Linked DNA regions of Sus scrofa: region 1 is linked to region 2. The links are chromatin contacts, called in public HiChIP or PLAC-seq maps. All regions are on one chromosome and are shown on one strand. Each heading gives the region's core, a stretch centred on a gene start, on an enhancer-like site or on the middle of the called end of the contact. The rest is flanking DNA. Distances are from core to core; before and after follow the strand shown. Region 1 has its middle 130 kb from the start of NCOR2. Region 2 has its middle 130 kb from the start of SCARB1.

What was found. HiChIP or PLAC-seq counts read pairs in DNA pulled down with a chosen protein or histone mark.
Region 1: an H3K27ac HiChIP or PLAC-seq map of alveolar macrophages shows a contact between it and region 2. The contact joins two enhancer-like sites. A contact is called at or near these places in 3 of 47 Hi-C or Micro-C datasets (alveolar macrophages, brain and fetal liver) and 2 of 2 datasets of contacts at active chromatin or transcription factors (alveolar macrophages and skeletal muscle).

Annotation. Positions count from the first base shown.
Region 1 is chr14:28,513,124-28,519,280 of Sscrofa11.1, forward strand. No RefSeq gene overlaps it. Among named protein-coding and RNA genes, the nearest start is that of NCOR2, 130 kb to the right of the region's middle. Within about 2 kb of position 4,033, at least 14 of the 83 cell types and tissues checked have an H3K27ac peak or open chromatin away from gene starts, as enhancers often do. A contact at or near this core is called in alveolar macrophages, where this site is marked.
Region 2 is chr14:28,425,148-28,431,929 of Sscrofa11.1, forward strand. No RefSeq gene overlaps it. Among named protein-coding and RNA genes, the nearest start is that of SCARB1, 130 kb to the left of the region's middle. Within about 2 kb of position 2,879, at least 5 of the 83 cell types and tissues checked have an H3K27ac peak or open chromatin away from gene starts, as enhancers often do. A contact at or near this core is called in alveolar macrophages, where this site is marked.

The DNA of each region.
Region 1 (6,157 bases), core at 2,783-5,282, 89 kb after region 2:
CCAGAGCAGTTGACAGATTGATCCTGGTGACCCAGAGTCACTAGGCTAAGAGACACCTTAGCCTCCTGGTTGAGATCCATCCTCAGGGAAGCAGACAGCTTGGAACCCCGCCTTGGAACCCCTGGGGCCTGAAAGCTGAAAAATGACAGCTGACACCCTGGAATTCCCTGAAATGCTGGCCTTCTTCCCCAGACCTCACCACAACTTTCTGAGGGGGAAATCAAGGCAGGTTTTCTGGAGTCAGATCTGTTTCCTTTTTTTTTTTTTGTCTTTTTCTTTTTCTGGCTGCACCTGTGACATATGGAAATTCCTGGGCCAGGGGTTGACAAATCAGAGCTGCAGCTGCCGGCCTACGCCACAGCCGCGGCATTTGCATTCCAGGCAGCTGAAGAAGCAAAGAGATCATCCTTCAGCCGAGCCATCCTCCATCAAGGAGACTTCGGGGGAGTTCCACGAAACACTCCGGCCTTCACCTCCCTGGCCAACGAGAACCACATGGCCAAACCTGGCAAGGGAGCCTAGGAAATATTGTCCTGCTAAAAATCAAGGTGTTGCTCCCCAAGCAAGGCAGCAGGCCCTTCCACCAGGGTGGTCCCCTCCCCCTCCACATCATTGCCTCCACCCTAACAAGTGTTACTTTGTTATCAGAAAAATATTGAATGGAGGTAAACAAGACAGAATAAAATGCTGGTGTTTCCAACATTCAGTTTAGGAGAAGCATTAATCTCCTGTGATCTCCTCTGTAGTCCACTGGGGACAAATGCCCTGACCCCTCACCCCACCCACCCAGCCCCCTCCCCACAACCAGCTGACTCTCTGGGTGGGGACTAGGCCGACTTCTGCCCCTACAGGGATTACACAAAGTGTGTTTGCCCTTTCAAAGTCTGACCCATGTGTTGGTTTGGCCCCATTAGTGATACCCCTTCCCTGTCAACAGACCTTGGAGGTTGTCCAGATATCAGCTTGGTCCCACCCCTGCCCCACAGTGGACATTGGTTACTTAAGCCAATCCTGGGAGTTCAGAGGCCTCCCTTGTTTACAACGGGACAAGGAGGGGTTACATGGAAAATTCTGGTGATAGAGGAAGTGTCGGTAGCTTTAGGGAAGCTTTCCTTGTCTTTACATAGGGCTGTGAGGAAAGGATATTCACTCTGCTGCCCTTCGGGCCTTGTGACTGGATGCCTGGCTCACCAGCAGCCATCTTGCGCCATGAGGGGATGAGCCTAAAGATGGCAGAGCCCAAAAATGGAAAAAGTCCAGATCCTTGTTGATCCTAAGTGGGCTGCTGAATCAACCAGCCCTGCCACAGTCTCTAGTCTCTGTTTTCCACTGCAGTGACATAATACAGTCCCTTCTAGGAGAAGCCATTTCGAATCAAGGCTTCTGTTATCTGGGGCGTCTTGATTCACTTGGAAAAGTCCTAGAACAAAGCAACCTGTTTCCCTTTGCTTAACCCAGTGTTTCTTCGGCCTCTCTCAGCAGAAACACTTTAAAAGGACATTTACATAATACCTTTGGGAGTTCCCTGGTGGCCAGGCATTTAAAGGATATGGCATTGTCACTGCTGTGATGTGGGTGTGATCCCTGGCCTGGGAAATTTTGTATGCCATGAGCATAGCCAAAATCAATCAAACCAACAAAGAATAACATCTTTTAATTTTCCTCTTTAGGCAATTACCAAATGTAGCAAAAGCTGAGAGAACGGGCAGTGGCGGGTTCAAATATGTTTCCCTTACTGACCAAGGGTGTGACTTTGGACAAGCCCCTCCCCCCAAAAAAATTCCTGGGCAGGAACTGACAATGATCTTCTCAATATCCACCCTCCCCTTCTTTTAGCCACAACACCTTGATTTTGTTGATTTTGTTGTTGTTGTTGTTGTCTTTTTAGGGCCGCACCCACGGCATATGGAGGTTCCCAGACTAGGGGTCTAATCGGAGCTGTTCCGCCACAGCCACAATAACGTGGGATCCAAGCCGCGTCTGCAACCTACACCACAGCTCATGGCAGCGCCGGATCCTTAATCCACTGAGCGAGGCCAGGGGTCAAACCCGCAACCTCATGGTTCCTAGACGGGTTCATTTCTGCTGCACCAAGATGGGAACTCCGGATTTTCTTTTCTTATTAACCAGAGCAATAATTTCCTTTCCTTCCTTTTCTTCTTCTTCTTCTTCTTTTTTGTAAATTGAGTCACTATAAAGAGTTGAATTTGGAGTTCCTGTCATGGCGCAGTGGTTAATGAATCCAACTAGGAACCATGAGATTGCGGGTTCAATCCCTGCCCTTGCTCAGTGGGTTAACGATCCGGCGTTGCCGTGAGCTGTGGTGTAGGTCGCAGACGCAGCTCGGATCCTGCGTTGCTGTGGCTCTGGCATAGGCTGGCAGCTATAGCTCTGATTCGACCCCTAGCCTGGGAACCTCCATATGCCGCGAGAGCGGCCCACGAAATAGCAAAAAGACAATAAATAAATAAAGAGTTGAATTTTGTCCCTTCTCACAAAAATATATGTTGAAATACTAACCCCTGTATTTCAGAATGTGTCCGTATTTGGAAATAGTGTTTTGACAGGGGTCATCAAGTTAAGATGAGGTCATTAGATTGGGCCCTAACCCCGTATGACTGGAGTCTCTATAAAAAAGGGTAAATTTAGAAACGGACATGCACAGAGGGAAGATGACTCAAAGGGACCATGCCGTATGACTAGGATGCCAAGGAACACCTAGGGTTGCCGGCAAAACCAGAAGCTAGAAGAGGAAGGAAGTGTTCTTCCCCAGAACCATCAGAGTATGGCCTTGTTGACCCCTTGATTTCAGACTTCTGGCCTCCAGAATTGTAAGACAATGAATTCCTCTTGTTTTAAGATGCCCAGTTTTTGGCATGTTGTTACAGCAATCGAGGAACCTAATATAGTAACTTGAGTTGGTCTCTGTCACTTGCAAGCAAGAATTCTGAGCAGTGCATGGTTACAGCCTCATATAAGCAGTTATTTACAAAAATGGTAAGTTTCCCATTGGAAATACCAGACTCCAACAATTTAGTGGTACCCAGAGTGCTTACACGGACTTTATCTTCCTCCATTATTCCCCCCAGTCCATATCCCTAGTGCAGCCTGACCTTGGCAAGCTGCACCCCACTCCCTCAGGATGTATGATTATTTGGTCCCCATGCTTAGGTCAAATAAGCTTTGTTTTATCCTACTTCTTTTTTCTTTCTTCCTTTTCTTTTTCTTTTTCTTTTTTTTTTTTATGGCTGCACCTGCAGCATACAGAATTTCCCAGCCTAGTGGTCAAATCAGAGCTGCAGCTGCCAGCCTACACCACAGCCACAACAGCCTCAGATCTGAGCTGCATCTTTGACCTATGTTGCAGCTTGCAGCAACACTGGACCCTTAACCTGCTGAGCAAGGCCAGGGATCGAACCCTCATCCTCATGGACCCTATGTCGGGTTCTTAACCCACTGAGCCATAATGGCCACCACAAGCTTTTTATCATCCCTGTAATAGAGCTTATTCCATGACAATGTCCCAAGTGCCATGAATACCAATGATATGAAATGAGATGATTTTAAGTAGAACACCACAGTATTTTTTTTGGCTTTAATAATTAGTATTTATTTCAATGTGTGTTCACACGTTGTAACTGTGCAGCAAACCTGCAGTGTCACAAATATCATTGTTCACTGTATCTGTCTGAGTCCCAGTTCTCAAATGGAGTAACTGGGAGAGTTAGTGAAGGGACAGCCTACAAAGGTGGAGGTGAGGTCTGTGGAGGGAACCCAAGAAGAAATTGTGCAGTGCCCAGGGCTCCTGAAAACAAGAAGCTGTTATTACCCATAGGCTGCATGGACAGGAAGTAGCTACTGGAACCCAGAGAGAGCTGGAGCTGGAGGACAGGGGCCATCTGACAGAAGGGTCCTTCAGCAGAAGAACACAGCCCCTGTTCCAGTTACGGTCAGGCAGGAAAGGCAGTACCGGGGAAGTACCTCACCCTTTTTCTTCTCCCACCCTTCTATCTTTCCTTGGTGCTTCCCATTGGCTGATTCTGGAAGGAAGCCAGAGTGCAAGGGATCCTGGGAAATGTAGTCCACAGGGTCAGCCTCCTGATAAACAGAGCAGGGAGGGTCTGGAGGGGCAACCGAAAGTTAACCAGCTTGGTACAACCACTATGGAAAACAGATGAAAGTACCTCAGAAAACTAAACATAGAACCAGCAATCCCACTCTTGGGCATATATCCAGACAAAACTTTCATTGAAAAAGATACATGCACCTGTATCTTCATTGCAGCACTCACTGTTTACAATATGCACAGGGAACTATATCTGGTCACTTGTGATGGAACATGATGGAGGATAATGTGAGAAAAAGAATATATAGGAGTTCCCGTCATGGAGCAGCGAAAATGAATCCAACCATGAGGTTGCAGGTTCAGTCCCTGGCCTCGATCAGTGGGTTCAGAATCTGGTGTTGCCGTGAGGTCTGGTGTAGGTCGCAGATGCTGCTCAGATCTGGCGTTGCTGTGGTTGTGGCAGCTGTAGCTCCAATTAGACCCCTAGCCTGGGAATCTCCACATGCCATGGGTACAATCCTAAAAAGCAAAAAAAAAAAAAAAAGAATATATATGTATATGTATGACTGGGTCACTTTGCTGTACAGTAGAAATTAGCAGAACACTATAAATCAACTATAATTGAAAAAATAAAAATAAAAAAAAGAAAGTTAACCAGCGTAGCTAATGTGAGGCTGCATAAACGACAAATGTAAATGTAAGGAAACAGTTGAATTTTAAGTAGGTCCATTCAGGCACTGATCATTCTGCACGTGACCCGAAAACAAGGACACTTTATTTCCTTTCTCCCACTGTACACTGACCTCTGCTTATATGCCATTTTGTCCCCAGATCCCAGCTTTGGGGTCACATCTCACATTGCACCAGCCACCTCTGACTTGGGGGATCTGGGGGACTTGGAAGCACCTCCAGAGGAGAGTTTGGCCGTGGGAAGGCTCAATATTTTCCAGAACTCTTTCTCAGAGCTAGCCAGCTCCCCTCTCTGCTCCCAGGGGAGCCCAGAACTCTGATGGTTTCCCTATGAACATTGCCAGCGTGGTTTTTAACAGGCAGTTGCTGTGCAAGTGCCCATCAGGCCGAAAAGAATGAAGCAAATCAGCATGTGCTGGCACAGGAGAGAGACAGAAATGTGGTGGGCGGAAAGGGCCCTTGCAAGGCTGTTGGTAATGCACACAGTGGGCAGAATAGCGCCCCCTGAAGATGCCCAGGCAAAAGGAGCCTGGCAGATGTGACTAAGGACATTGAGATGGAGAGACCATCCCGGGCGAACCGCACAGACCCTAAATGTAACCACAAGTGTCCTTTTGAGAGGGAGACAGAGAGTTTGCAGCAACCTGGATGGGCCTAGAGATTATCATACTAAGTAAGAAAGTGAAAGACAAATACCATATGATATCACTTATATGTGGAATCAAGAATATGGCACAAATGAACTTATCTATGAAACAGAAACAGATTCACAGATAGAGAATAAACTTGTGGTTGCCAAGAGGGAGGGGGTGGGGGAGGGATGAGTGGCGAGTTTGGAGTTAGCAGATGCAAACTAGTATATATAGAATGGATAAACCACAAGGACCTACTTATAGCACAGGGAACTCTATTCAATATCCAGTGATAAACCGTAACAGAAAAGAATGTATATATATGTATAACTGAGTCACTTCGCTGTACAGCAGGAATTAACACAACATTGCAAATCAACTATATTTCAGTAAAATAAATTTGGTGTTCCCTGGTGACCTAGCCCATTAGAGATCAGGCATTATCACCGCTGTGGGTCGGATCGATGCTGTGGCTTGAGTTTGATCCCTGGCCGGGGAACTTCTGCATGCTGTGGGCACGACCAAAAAAATATAAATTAAATAAATTCGAAAAAAATAAAAATAGGAGTTCCCGCTGTGTTACAGTGGGTTAAGGATCCAGCATTGCCACAGCTGTGGCCTAGGTCACAGCTGTAGCTTGGAATCGATCCCTGGCCCGGGAACTTCCATAAACTGTGTATGCAGCCAAAAAAGAAAAAAAAATTAAATAAATAAAAATTTTTAAATTTTTAAAAGAGGGAGGCAGAAAGAGACTTGACTACAGAAAGGA
Region 2 (6,782 bases), core at 1,629-4,128:
ATGGTCCTCGATTGCAAACATCTCATGGGTTCTTAGAGGGAACCAGTGGCCAGAGGGACATCTCAGATTTGGTCTCTGACCAAATCTGACCAGTGTGCAGGAGCCCCAATCATGAGATCGAGGCGAGATTTTCTGTCATCTTGGGAGGGTCAGGGCTTCATCTTGGCTTTATGTGGATTGCAAAGAAATAAAAATCGGTTACATCTTGCAGAGCTGGATTTGGAGCCTAGGCTGTATGCCTTCTGCACTGATGTTTTGAAGTGAGAAGTCGGGCTCAGTGATGTCAAGTCACTGTCCCTTGGTCACACAGCAAGCCCGTGGTAAAAGTGGGATTTGGAGGGAGGACTGCCATGAGCCGACAGCCCCAGGCATCACTGCTGCACAATCTTGCTCTGCTCGGTGTGTGAGCTCCTTTTGGACTTTAGCCACAAGGCAGGAGGGAGGCTTCAGGGTGGTGGAGGAGAGGACTGTGGTGTGTGATGTAGATTTGCCAGCCGTTCTAGAAAGTTCAGCAGGCCCCACCCTGAGAAGCCTCTGAGGCTCTTCCATATGGATGTCTCAGAAGCAATGGGCTGTTTTCTAAACAAGTTGTCACCCGCTGTCATCTCCATATCCAGGCTGGGCTGGAAGTGGCTGGTGAATTATTCAAAGCTGCTTCTGGCAAGCACCCCCCCCACCCTGGCCCTTGCTGCTCACAGCGTATCTGCTTGGGGAAGCCTGTCACTCAGGCTGGAGGGGGAGTTAGCTGTGGGATGTGTGAACTGAGAGCTATAGTCTGGTCTGTTCGTCCTGGGCCAAGCCAGTTAATTCAGCTCTCTGAGCCTCAGTGTCCTCATCTCTAAAATGGGTGAGAACGAGTTCCCATTGTGGCTCAGTGGTAACAAACCTGACTAGTATCCATGAGGACATGGGTTCGATCCCTGGCCTTGCTCAGTGGGTTAAGGATCTGGAGTTGCTGTGAGCTGCGCTGTAGTTTGCAGACACGGCTCGGATCTGGTGTTGCTGTAGCTGTGGCGCAGGCCAGCAGCTACACCTCAGATTGGACCCCTAGCCTGGGAATTTCCACATGCTGTGGATTCAGCCCTAAAAAAGTAAATAAATAAAGTGGGTGAGAAAAAAGGTAGATAATTAGCCCAGGGCCTGGAGTGAGTGGAAAGTGCTTAATATGACAGCTGGTAAAGCTGATTCCTCTTCCTTGTGATTTAGTCATTTTTCTCTTAGGTATGTGCCAAAGTGAAACTCTTGCCTGTGTGCCCTGAACTATGGGTACAAGAATGTGCTTGGCAGCCCTATTCACTGGGCTCCAGCAAAATGTGGAACCAACCCAAATACTCTTTGCCAGGAAGATGGATAACTATGGTGTGGAATATTACACAGTAGAGAAAATGAATAGGCAGCAGCTCTAGGCTCACATGGGCTGAGTCTCAGTAAAAGATAGTGTCAGTAAATGGCAGAATTTCTTAACTGACACTTTTTTAATTTTAATTTTTTCTCATTTTAATTTCAAATTTTTTTTGGCTGCCCCAAGGCATATGGAGTTCCCAGGCCAGGGATTGAATCTGAGCTGCAGCTATGACTTACACTGCAGCTGTGGCAATGCCAGATCCTTAACCCCCTGCACTGCGGCAGGAACTCCTCATTTTAATTTTTTTAATCTCAGTTTTGCTGAGAATTCACATACGATGTAATTCACCTTCTTAAATCATGCAATTCAATGGATCTTAGTCTATTCACAGAGCTGTGTCCTTATCACCCTGATCAATTTTAGAACATTTGCATCGTCCCTGAAGGGCAATCCCCTACCCATCAGCGGTCACCCCATTACTTCCTCCCCTGCCTCTGGCAACCACCAATCTACTTATTGTCTCCATGGATTTGCCCTTTCTGGGCATTTCACATCCATGGCATCACACAACGTGGGACCTTTCATGTCTGGGTTCTCTTGTTCACCATTAGATTTTCAAGGTTCATCCACACTGTAGCCTGTTGCATCATGTCATTCCTCTTTATGGCTGAATCCTATTCCATCATTGAAAGGACCACATACTGTTTATTCATCCATCAATGGACATTTGGGTTGTTTCCCATTTGGTTTTTTTGGCCTTACCCGAAGCATGTGGAAGTTCCCTGGCCAGGCATTGAATCCAGACGGCAGCTGTGACCTGTGCCATGGCTGCAGCAACACTGGATCCTTAACCCACTGCACCACAGCAGGAGCTTCCTGTTTCTTTCTTTCTTTTTTCGTAACTAAAGTATATACACATGTTTGCATGTGTGGATGTTTGCGTTGTGTGGATGTTTGCGTGAACAAATGTTTCCATTTCTCCTGGGACTGTTGATGTTGAGAACACGGGTCACTCTGTTGCAGGGAGCTTCCTGGGCACGCAAGATGGTGAGCAGCGTCCCTGGAGCCTACCCACTAGATGCCAGTCACGTACCACACCCAACCAGTCATGACAAGCTGAAATGTCTCCAGACATCCGCCGGAGGCAAATTCACGCTTAGGAAATCACTGGGGTTGAATGAAAACACCTAGCCCAGAAGACTACGCATAACATGACACCCTTGTTATGATGCTCGCAAACAACTCGAACTCCATACTATAATCTTCAGTGCCCCGCTTCTTAAGGTATGGTCCCCAGTAACAGTGGCGGCACTGTCCCCACGAAAGGTGTTAGAAATGCCAATTCTTGGACCTTGCTCCGGACCTGCAGAATCAGACACTCTGGGGCTGGGGCCTGGAATCTATCTTCACAGCTGTCCTGGTGATTCTGAGCCCACTGAAGCCTGAGAAGCACAAGTGTGGACACACACATAAACAGATGCCCCCAGTAATCTTCATGCAAAGAAGCAAGGGAATGGGAATTCAGGACCTGGTGTTGTCACTGCTGGGGCATGGAGTCAATCCCTAGCCCAGGAACGTTTGTATACTGGGGGGTGGGGGGAGGGGTGGGCAGCCAAAACCGAAACAAAACAAAACAAAAAAAAGAAGAAGCAAGGAAATGACAAACGTAAATTCTGGGTGCTGTGCCTGGCCTGAAGTGAGGACAAAATAGTTGCTCATGAGATCAAGGAAAGGTGCTTACATGGCTGGGGAGAGGGGACCCATGGGGAACTGCATGAGGCACAGTCTTGTCCCTGCCCTGGGAACAGTGTCACATGAGTGTCCATTGTATTACAGAACAATAAGTTCAAAGGTACAGAAAGTGGTGAAGAGCTAGACAAAACTATAAAATAAAAAACATGCCAGGTGGGAGTTCCTGCTGTGGCGCAGTGGATCAATAGTTATGGCTCGGATTAGATCCCTAGACGGTGAAAAAGAAAACAAAAACAAAAAAACCCGGCCAGGTACCCACCAACAAAGGGAGTGAGTCAGGAGACGATGGTTAACCCAATTTTGTGCATCTGCGGTCATTCAGAACCAAGGCTGGCTATTATTGCCATGTTCAAGTTGATTCATCCAAAAGGGAAGGGGGGATCTTGACACGCCCACCAAGAGCTGACCTTTGCTGTCTATTAGTCACTTTCCTTTTTCAGACACCTCTTCTTGGCCTTAGAAATTAGGAGTAGTTGCTGTGTTCCCTGGGCGGCTCAGTGGGTTAAGATCTGGCATTGTCACTGTTGGCGCCAGGATTCGATCCCTGGCCTGGGAACTTCTGCATGCCACAGTCAAGGACAAATAAAAAAAATTAGGAGCAGTTGCTTTGATGATTTTTTTGTTTGTTTTTTTTGGTCTTTTTGTCTTTTCTATGGCCGCACCATGGCATATGGAGGTTCCCAGGCTAGGGGTCCAATCAGAGCTGTAGCCGCTGGCCTACGCCACAGCCACAGCAACACCGGATCCTTAACCCACTGAGCGAGGCCATGGATTGAACCTGCAACCTCATGGTTCCTAGTTGGATTCGTTTCCACTGTGCCACAACGGGAACTCCTGCTTTGATCTTTTGAGCAACATCTCTATGTGCCAGATCTATGTTAGCTAAGCACCCCCAGTCATACTGGTGCATGGTGTCCCATTTTACAGTTGGAGAAACTGAGTCTCAAAGCTTAAGTGATTTGCTTGAGGTATTCAGAGACATGGGAATAGAGCCAGACCTCAGTGAAGGTCTGTCTATGGCTGGACCTCCAGGGGCAGGAGCAGAGTCACTCTGAACATCAAGGCCAAGGCCCTGCTGGGATTTCCTCCAACGAAAGCTGAATTCAAGATGTCTTTGTTTCTACATCAACAGCCCTAACCCTGTCCATTAAAGGCCTGGCTGACTTGAGCTGTTGTTTTTCTTGACGTTCCCAAAAGATGAGGTCACCAAGCCCAGGGAGGTGAAGACATTGCCGAAGATCCCCAGCAGAGGCAGGATTCAAACCTGGCTCACCTCCTCCGGGAAGCCCTCCATGCCTGCTGCGTTTCTTCAACTCCTGTAGAACTTGAGGGCCAGAGATGTGTCCCCAGAGCCTGGCTGTCTTCTAGCCCAACTCAGGTGGTTGTCAGCCCTCCGTGGGCAGAGCCCAAACCTTCCAGTTCTTCTTTTTTTTTTAATTTACCCAAATTTTCTTCTTTCCTGATTCTTCTCTATTTAGAGAACTTCCTTTTGGCTTCATTTATTTTTGGCCATGCTCTCCACATGTGGAAGTTCCTGGGCCAGGGATCAAACCCAAGCCACTGCAGTGACAATACCACTGTGGCAATAGCAACACCAGATCCTTAACCCACAGAGGGTTCGAGGCCAGGGATCGAACTGGCATCCTCATGGATACTAGTTGAGTTCTTAACCCACTGAGCCACGATGGGAACTCCCCCAAACCTTCCAGTTCTTTTTATGTCCCTCCTGGTACCGCCTTGCTTTCTTCCCATCAGCACAAGATGGGCACACACTGGACCTTCAGTAGGGCCTCTGCTTTTTTTTTTTTTTTTTTTTTGGCTGCATCTGCAACACACAAAGTTCTTGGGGTGGGGAGTGAACCCAAGACACAGCAGGGACAATGCTGGATCCTTTAAAAGCTAGGCCACCAAGGAACACCCACCCAGTAGGTCCTCTGGATGCAAGTGGGTAGAGCAAGCAGGCGATCCTGGGCTTACACAGACGACCCTCTCTGACCATCTCAGAGTGGTCTGGGGCAAAGACAGTCACCTCTGCAAAAAACATTAAAATATGCAAGCTCCAGCTCTCTTCCAATAAACCCAATGACCTGTAGCAGTTACCAAACATTGCAGGCCTAACACTCTGCCTGGATGAAAACATTCAAGACCGCCTACAGCCTTTCCTAATCTTAGCATCATCCCTATTTTACAAACGAGAAACCCTTGCCCAGAGAGGTTAGGTGACTGGCCCAAGGTCACATGGCCACAAAGAAAGGGAGCCAGGATGTGAACCTCTCCTTTGGGTGGAGAGATTCCAACGGAAGGGCAATATCTTAGGCTCCCTGTAGATGAGGATATGAACCAGGAGACCTGTTAGGCTGTTTTTACGGTTTTGTCTTTTTTGGGGGCCACATGCATGGCATTTGAAAGATCCCTGGGCCAGGGATTGAACCTGAGTCACAGCAGCGACCTGAGCAGCTGCAGTAACAATGCTGAATCCTTCACCTGCTGAGTCACCAGGGAACTCCTTTAGGTTTTTGTCATGATTCTCCCAGGTTAGCCAGCCTGAGCAGCAGCTCTAATCCCCGCAGCCCGGGGCGGCCGAGGACTGTTATAGCGACTGTGGCTCAGTGGGGAGGGGGTGGGAAGCAGAGCAAGGAGTGGCATCTTGGCAGCTGTGACAAATAGAAAACAGATTGTGTTTCCCTTTGCTTCCACCCGCAGCTGGGGGAGGGGATGTGCCGGAACCCAATTACCCGCTGACAATGGATGCTCTATTGCGGGATGAGGCAAGGTCAGGGGCAGTGGGGCGGGGTGCCTGCCCTGCCTGGGGCACAGTGTCCCTGGCACAGCCGGTTGTCCCTGGCACAGCTGACCTGACTTCCTCCTGCCAGCCCCTGCACCCCCTCTCCTGGCTCACAAAGACCCAGCACCCCTTTCTGAAACGGAGGTTTGCTCTCCAAGTCACCTTGACATTCTCCCTGTCTGGGACAAGAAGTATAGATTCTGCTTCGAGCACTCCAGACTCGAGAAAAGGCTTCTGCTATTCATTCATTCATTCACCCATCCCCTCCTCCTCCATCCCCCATCTCCATCTATCTTGTTAATGATCTGGAAATGTTTGAACAGCAAGGCAGCTTGACTTCTATCAAGATTCATTCATTTATTCGACACCTCTTTGTGGAACACCTACCATGTATCAGGCGCTAGACATACTTTCATTCATTTGCCAAGAGTGTGTGGAGCATCCACCGGGATACACGTTTTTAAAAAAAATTTTTTTTTTTGTCTTTAGGGCTGTACCTGTGGCATATGGAAGTTCCCAGGCTAGAGATAGAATGGGAGCTATGGCCTACGCCACAGCCACAGCAATGTGGGATCTGAGTTGCATCTGCAACCTATGTCTCAGCTTGCAGCAATGCTGGATCCTTAACCCACTGAGCAAGGCCAGGGATTGAACCTGCATCCTCATGGACACTGTGTCGGGTTCTTAACTGGTGGAGCCACAATGAGAACTCCTTTTTTAAACATTTTTATTGAGATATAATTGACATATAATCTTGTGTAAGTTTGAGGTATATAATGTATTGATCTGATACATTCATTTATTGCAATATGACTACACTGAAGGGTTAGCTAGCACCTCTATTTCATCTTATAATTATTTCTTTTTTTCATTTCTTTAAAGTAAAAAATTTATTGAAGT